Regions from separate parts of the Mus musculus genome. Here region 1 is linked to region 2. A link is a contact called in public promoter capture Hi-C data. All regions are on one chromosome and are shown on one strand. Each heading gives the region's core, a stretch centred on a gene start, on an enhancer-like site or on the middle of the called end of the contact. The rest is flanking DNA. Distances are from core to core; before and after follow the strand shown.

Region 1 (3,395 bases), core at 800-3,299, 1.5 Mb after region 2:
GTTCCGTGGTAGTGTTTCCCTGGCATGCACAAAGCTGTGTGCATTCCCGGCACTGATACAAGAATAAATAAAAGCTCCGAAACAGAGTCTTGCTTTATTGCTAGTACCAGTTTATATCTTGGCAAGTCCCTTCGCGTCTCCGGTTAGTGTATCTTTGAGGATTAGAGGAACTAAACTGAAAACCTGCAAAGCTCCCAGCCAAGACCTGATATGTAAAGATTGGGGAAATTATAACATGGTTAAAGTGCACATGACCCTTTGCCTACAGTCCCAGACAGACCGCTAGCATCTAGATCAGAACAAAGCAGACGATGTTGGGTTTGTGTGATGAGTTGACCAAACTGACCAATTGGAGCCCTTTCTTTGCCAAGCTCCATTCAGCAGCTGCCCATTTTTCCAGCAGTTTCTCAATTGTTCATGACTTGATGCTGATAGAAGAGGTACTCAAGGTACTGTAATGAAAGCTGGGCGTGGTGGCGCACGCCTTTAATCCTAGCACTCGCGAGGCAGAGGCAGGCGGAGTTCGAGGCCAGCCTGGTCTACAGAGTTCCAGGACAGCCAGGGCTATACAGAGAAACCCTGTCTCGAGAAAACAAAACAAAACAAAACAAAACAAAAAACCAAAAACCAAAAAAACAAAAAAGGTACTGTAATGAACATTTTTTAGTCACCTCCCATCCCAAGTGTAGCAGCGTACCCTTGTATCCTAAGTGCTCTTAAGTACCAAGCTGAGTTAAGCCATGTGTTTGTGTGCCTGTTTCCAGAGCCAGTCTTGAAGGTCTCTGAGGGTTTAATGCTTTTCAGGCCCAGGATGGGGATACTGGTTGGATAGAATGAATAAGCCTTTTGTAAATGGGATAAGGAGAAATGAACCGAGTGTGGATTAGTTTTAAATGGAAGTCTAAAGATGACCAGGATTCTACTAGAGTTACAAATATACATCATATTTCTGGACATTTTTTGTAGTGCTAGGATTAAACCCAGGATTCACAATATTTTTGAATTCCCAATTACATTCCCCATCTTTGAAGACAAAAAACTTACAGGCACTGTACTTTGCCATCCCTGATGTAATTAAGACAGCCCTTACATTTTTAAATTTTACATGTACCATGTATGTGCTGTGCCGGCAGAGGTGACTGGATCTCCCTGGAGGTGGAGTCGCAGAGCACTGTGAGCTGCTATGTGGATGCTGGGAACTGAACCCAGGTCTCCAAGAATAGCACTTTTTTTCTTTTTTAAATTTCCCGACAGGGTTTCACTCTGTAGTCTTGGCTGATCTAGAACTATGTAGTCAAAACTATCTAGAACTCACAAGAACCCCCTGCCACTGCTTCCTAAGGGCTGGAATAAGGCATGTGCCACATTACTCGCTATGTGTAGCAGGAGCAAAACCATGTCTCACCTAATTTTTTTTGCTCGAGTTCTACTAGGTTAAAATGTAATAGTTTTCTTTTTTTTTAATATTTTTTATTAAATAGTTTTCATATAGTTACAAGAAAAGATTCATTTTAGCCTACGTCTGAAATAGAAAGAATCCTGGGGATTCTGCAGCTTTCGCCTCCTAAAATATGCCTCTTCAGTCAGGAGTACAGGTGGCCACAGAATCCTCTTTAATTTTCGGAACGCCCGCAGGAGTCGTTACATCCTCAAGAAAGGATGTTATCAAGCGTCCTGCCAGCCCCTGGGTTACACATCAACGCCTTTAAAGCCGTTTACTTTTAACAAAGTGGGTCCTCTTGTGGGTCAGTGCTTAAGAGACTCCGGCACTGCGCGTCACTCCCTGCCATCCCTTAGCTCTAAGATTTCTTCCTCCGGAGCGGACAGAAGCGCTGGCTATACCAGCAGCCCGGCTTCGGAGAGGACAGAGTTACGGCTGCAACGCCTGACACCACTTCATCAGCATTCCACGATCCCACGGCGCAGTTCCGCCCACAAGAGCTTCCGGTTCCGGCGCATCCCGGAAGTGGGCGGGCGACGGCGGCTGCGCGCGGAGGAGGGGAGGCGGTGCCTGGCGGCCGCTTCCCGCCCCCAAGCGGAGCCGGTGCGGAGGGGAGCCGGGAAAGAGCGAAGCCTAGGCGGCTGAGTGGCCGCCGCGCTCCCGCCATGGCCCGGAACACACTGTCCTCACGCTTCCGCCGCGTGGATATCGACGAATTTGACGAGAACAAATTCGTAGACGAGCACGAAGAGGCAGCGGCGGCGGCGGGCGAGCCAGGCCCCGACCCCTGCGAGGTAGACGGGCTCCTGCGGCAATATCCTTCCCGGCGCGGCGGCCCGGCTCGGCCTTCGCACCCTGATCACCCCAGCCCCAGTCTCCCGGTCCTCCGCCCAACCCCAGCCCCTCCCGGCTCCTGTCAGTCCCAGGTTCTCCCGGTCTGTGGTTGGCCTTACGCCTTTCTCAGCAGCGCAGCCCTGGAGCTCCTCTCCCTCTGCTCTGCTGCGCTCCGCATCCTTCTGGGTGTCCGTGCATCGGCCTTGGTATCCCTTTATCCCTCCTTATAGTAAGCGGGGTCATTCCCAGGTGCTGCCCTCAGGAGGGACCGAGGTGAACCACCTTGGATTCATTGAGCAGCCAGGGCCACTGCCCTACTGCGCTTGTCTAACTGGCTTTCTTGGGCCCGATTGTAGCCCGGCGTGAAAATAGGTGGGTGGATGGTTGGAGGAAGACTGACTAGAGGGCGGAGGTGGGGGAGGTGTGCTTTAAGGTCCAGCCCTCAGGTGTGATATGGCCTGCTACCTTTTCTCACCTGTCGCCACTTTCCTCAGCACGTTGGGTTTTGCGCCTTTATGGACCAAGTACATTCAACAAGTAATGCGACTCTGCCATTAACCGCCTTGTGCAGAAAGCGTGGAAAAAGCTAGTGATTCAGAGCTCAAAAACACCATACAGTGTCAAATGTAAAAGTGGCTCCCCACGACTGAAAATGACTGCTGGTGGCCACAGAAAACAAGCATTTAGAACAGAAGAGTAAAAATAGAGGTGATTGTCACAGCTGGCTTGGTCTCTTAGCAGTTTGAGCACCACAGGAAACTGATTTATTCTCACAGGAAGATTTTTTTTTTCTTTATTCAAATAGCTTGACAGGAAGTGTGTACCCCTCCCCCGCACTTGCCAGGGTAGGGTTGGAGGCTCTTGCTGTATATAAATCAGGTTCTGGCTGTTTAATCAGTTGACTCAGCCTGGGAAGTCAGGTGTACCGCTTTTGGGAGGAGTCCTATAGTGCTCCTCTAATATATCTTGAAAACAACCCTTTTAGACTGAACAAGAATATGTTTTTGAAATGTGGAGATTTCAAACTTATTTCCTGCACCATTCTGATGGTTAAATTGGGTCATGAGAAGGCCCCTAGAGGGAAGATTGGTTTTTAGAATGGTGCAGGGTACTGACTGGT
Region 2 (3,443 bases), core at 666-3,165:
CAATAGATTATGCTAGTGCAGAGGCAAGCCAGTTTCTTTGAGTTTGAGAACAGCCTGCTCTATATAGTGTGACTCTGCCTCAAAAATAAAATAAAATAAATAAATGAAAATTTTAAACAAGCATGTAACATTTCATATGTCTGACAAAAGGCAGTTTGTCTTGCTTCAAGTCCTAGCTTCCCTGTTTTCTATCTGTCTTTGTTGGACAATTTAGTATCTCTTGGCATAAAATGTGATAATTGAACCTTGACTATTAGTATTAATAAGGATAATTCATAGTCATAATAAGTGTAAGCTACTGCCTAGTTACTGTTATTTACTTATCTATTATTTTAGTTTTAGAATATTATTTTGGCTTCAGTGAAAATGTGGCAAAAGATAAGTGTGGCTTGAATTGGGGTGCTGGCAACACTTTTTAAGACCTTCAGTAGGTGATTAAAGCATTAGATGGTGCCAGACCTGTCATTATTTTATCTATTCCTTACCTTAAATAAAGTATAATTTACAAAGTAGTCATAGGGAGAGGTTAAAAGTAATAGATAACCATAAAATAGCTATAACAGTATGTGTTGCGATATTATGTGAATGTTGGCTGTCTCAAACTGTAGGGTTTTTTTTCATCCAGTGTTTTCAGACTACAGCTGTGCTGATATACTGGATTATAAAATTGCAGATCAAGAGACTGATGGATATATTGTGTAAGAGGTTCTCAGGGGTAGAACCCTCAGCATACATGTGCTAGGGACTGGGAGAGTAGGAACAGGAGTACCTCAAGTTATCTGTGAGTGACAGTGACTTAAATACAAAAATCTCTGAGGCAGGAGGCTGTCCCTTCTGTGCTGCTCTTCTCTACTGAGGCCTGTCACATTATGTTATTTGTCTCCTTGAACATGTCTCGGGGGTCCTTACTTTCCTGAATTAAAGTGTTCACACTTCACTGAGCTGTGATTGTAAGCATCCTTTGCCCACAGTAAGAAAGCATGGATAAAAATAAATAAAAATACAAGTTGGATCACATGGTTCTTTGTTCAAGTGTACAGATCTCCTAGGATTACTACAGTTGCAGCATTTGTTTTCCTTTACTGATGATGTGAGGCTTTATTCAGGCAAAATTATACCATTCCCACAGCACCCAGTTTATGAAAACGGAAAGCACCCTTTATGACATTATCCAAAAAAGTAGTGTGTTATTTCAATTTGCATTGTTTTAGATAAGTAGAAACAAGATTGAACTGTAAGATTCAAAGACTTGGTACCTAAATATCTGTGTACTGTCACTCCACTCAAGTGGAGTACCTAACTAAACTGAGGAAGAAGGAGAGAACAAATAGCACCATTTCCAAATATTAGCCAATATCTAATAAATGATAAAGGAAAATTGAGGCTGAATATTGTCTCTCAGCTGTAACGTCTTGTGCAGCTGAATTAGACTTCCTCGGGTGCCATGTACTGTTACCATGCTTCCTTCCTGTGACACTGTCCTTTGTTCTTAGGGACACAAAAAAATAGGACTTTCCCCCCTCTCTCCTCTGGTACTGTACTTCAGCCCAAATCCCAACTCCTCCCTCTCTCCATCCCCACCTCTGCCCATGTTTCTTACTGGCAATCTGAATTCTGCTCATTTACCTATGAGGAAGATTGCCGACCGACAAGGAAACAGCTTTCAGATACATCCTGTGGGCGCACCAAGCCAGCGCCTACTGTGCCGTCGGGAATTCCTCTATGGGAATAAATGGTAATGAGTTGTCCAGCACGCTAGAGTGTGTGTGTGCCCTAGCACACAAGTTGCCCTGCCCTGCCCTGCCCTGCCCCACCCCCTTTCTTCCTTTTCCCAAGCCCCTCTCTCTGCTTCTCCTCCTACTCCTTTAGCCCCTCCCTCTGTGCCTTAGTTCTGCAGTAGGCTGGCTTTACGAACATTCCTGCATTGCAAGGCTTTCGGTTAAGGATGTATTGTGGCTTTTGTTTGGATTTCAGCATGCAGAATCACAGGTAACACTCTGAAATTGAGCTAAGCAGATAAATTGTATTAAGGTGTTTGCAGAGATATAATAGTACATTGGATTTAATGGAGAAAATAATCTTGGTTAATTTTTATCAATGATAATGTCTTCAGGATTACCATAAGGAGATTCTCCTACAACACGTAAAATAAAAGAAAATGAGGGTTTATAATTTCTTTATGTTGATCTTGGAAGCATGGTATTGCTGTTCCTCCAAAGTAAGGGCCGTTTATGGAGGAGGCTGCTTAGGGTGAAGTGGGAGGGGTGCTGGCAGTCAGAGCTAGCTAGGTTCTTTGTCTAGGATGTGGAATGCAAAATGTAAAATGCTCTCTCCTTTTCTTCTATCAGCTGTTCAGAGGAGACTCATTACAACTCCTGCTGAAGCTACTAATCTTCCTCCCTCTGCCCCTCCCCCACCCACACTTGGCCTGAAGACACTGTCCCCAGTTTGCCTTACTCCCTTGCTATGTGTTTGGTGAAACTGGCAGTATGGCTGCGTCTGGGACTGGCCAGACAACTGCTGTTGGCTTTCCCTATTCCAGGAAGAATTTAAAGGGAAATTGTACAGCAGGCAGTATACCCACCACAGCAGCAACCTCAGGAACGTGATGACTAGGGCTCCCTGGCTTTGTCACAGGCATGCAAAGCTGACTGCAGTGACAGTAGCTGCTCCTGAGAACTGAGACAGCAGCCAGGTGGCAGCATGAAGTGAGAGCCAGTTCCTGAGCACGAGATGAACTCCACCTGGGATGGTAATCAGAGCAGCCATCCTTTCTGTCTTCTGGCACTGGGCTACTTGGAAACTGTCAGGTTCTGTCTTTTGGAAGTGCTGATTATTGTCTTTCTAACTGTATTGATTATTTCTGGCAACATCATTGTGATTTTTGTGTTTCACTGTGCACCTCTGTTGAACCATCATTCTACAAGTTATTTTATTCAGACAATGGCATATGCTGACCTCTTGGTTGGGGTAAGCTGCCTGGTCCCTTCCTTATCACTCCTCTACTACCCTCTTCCGATTGAGGAGGCCATGACTTGCCAAGTATTTGGTTTTGTAGTGTCAGTTCTGAAGAGTATCTCTATGGCTTCTCTGGCCTGTATCAGCATTGATAGATATATTGCCATCACTAAGCCTTTAACCTATAATACCCTGGTTACTCCCTGGAGACTACGCCTCTGTATTTTTCTGATTTGGCTGTATTCCACCCTGGTCTTCCTGCCTTCCTTCTTCCACTGGGGTAAACCCGGATATCATGGAGATGTATTTCAGTGGTGTGCAGAGTCCTGGCACACCAACTCCTACTTCACATTGTTCATCGTGATGATGCTGTACGCCCCAGCTGCCCTCATTGTCTGCTTCACGTATTTCAACATCTTCCGCATCTGCCAGCAGCACACAAAAGAAATCAGCGAAAGGCAAGCCCGATTCAGCAGCCAGAATGG

The links. Promoter capture Hi-C pulls out the DNA fragments that hold promoters and counts their contacts.
Region 1: a contact with region 2 is called in a promoter capture Hi-C map of liver, with 11 times the contacts expected there. The contact joins the promoter of Arpc5l here to the promoter of Gpr21 in region 2. A contact is called at or near these places in 4 of 39 promoter capture datasets (cranial neural crest, hippocampal neurons and liver), 2 of 115 datasets of contacts at active chromatin or transcription factors (bone marrow-derived macrophages and forebrain) and 1 of 9 other capture datasets (macrophages).

The regions. Positions count from the first base shown.
Region 1 is chr2:39,006,090-39,009,484 of GRCm38.p6, forward strand. It overlaps Arpc5l (actin related protein 2/3 complex, subunit 5-like), which reads left to right and starts at 2,050. Exons shown (of 4, transcript NM_028809.1): 1 at 2,050-2,255. The coding sequence starts at 2,107.
Region 2 is chr2:37,514,711-37,518,153 of GRCm38.p6, forward strand. Gpr21 (G protein-coupled receptor 21) reads left to right here and starts at 1,916. Exons shown (of 2, transcript NM_177383.4): 1 at 1,916-1,989; 2 at 2,349-3,443. The coding sequence starts at 2,734. All of the region lies in intron 13 of Rabgap1 (RAB GTPase activating protein 1), which reads left to right.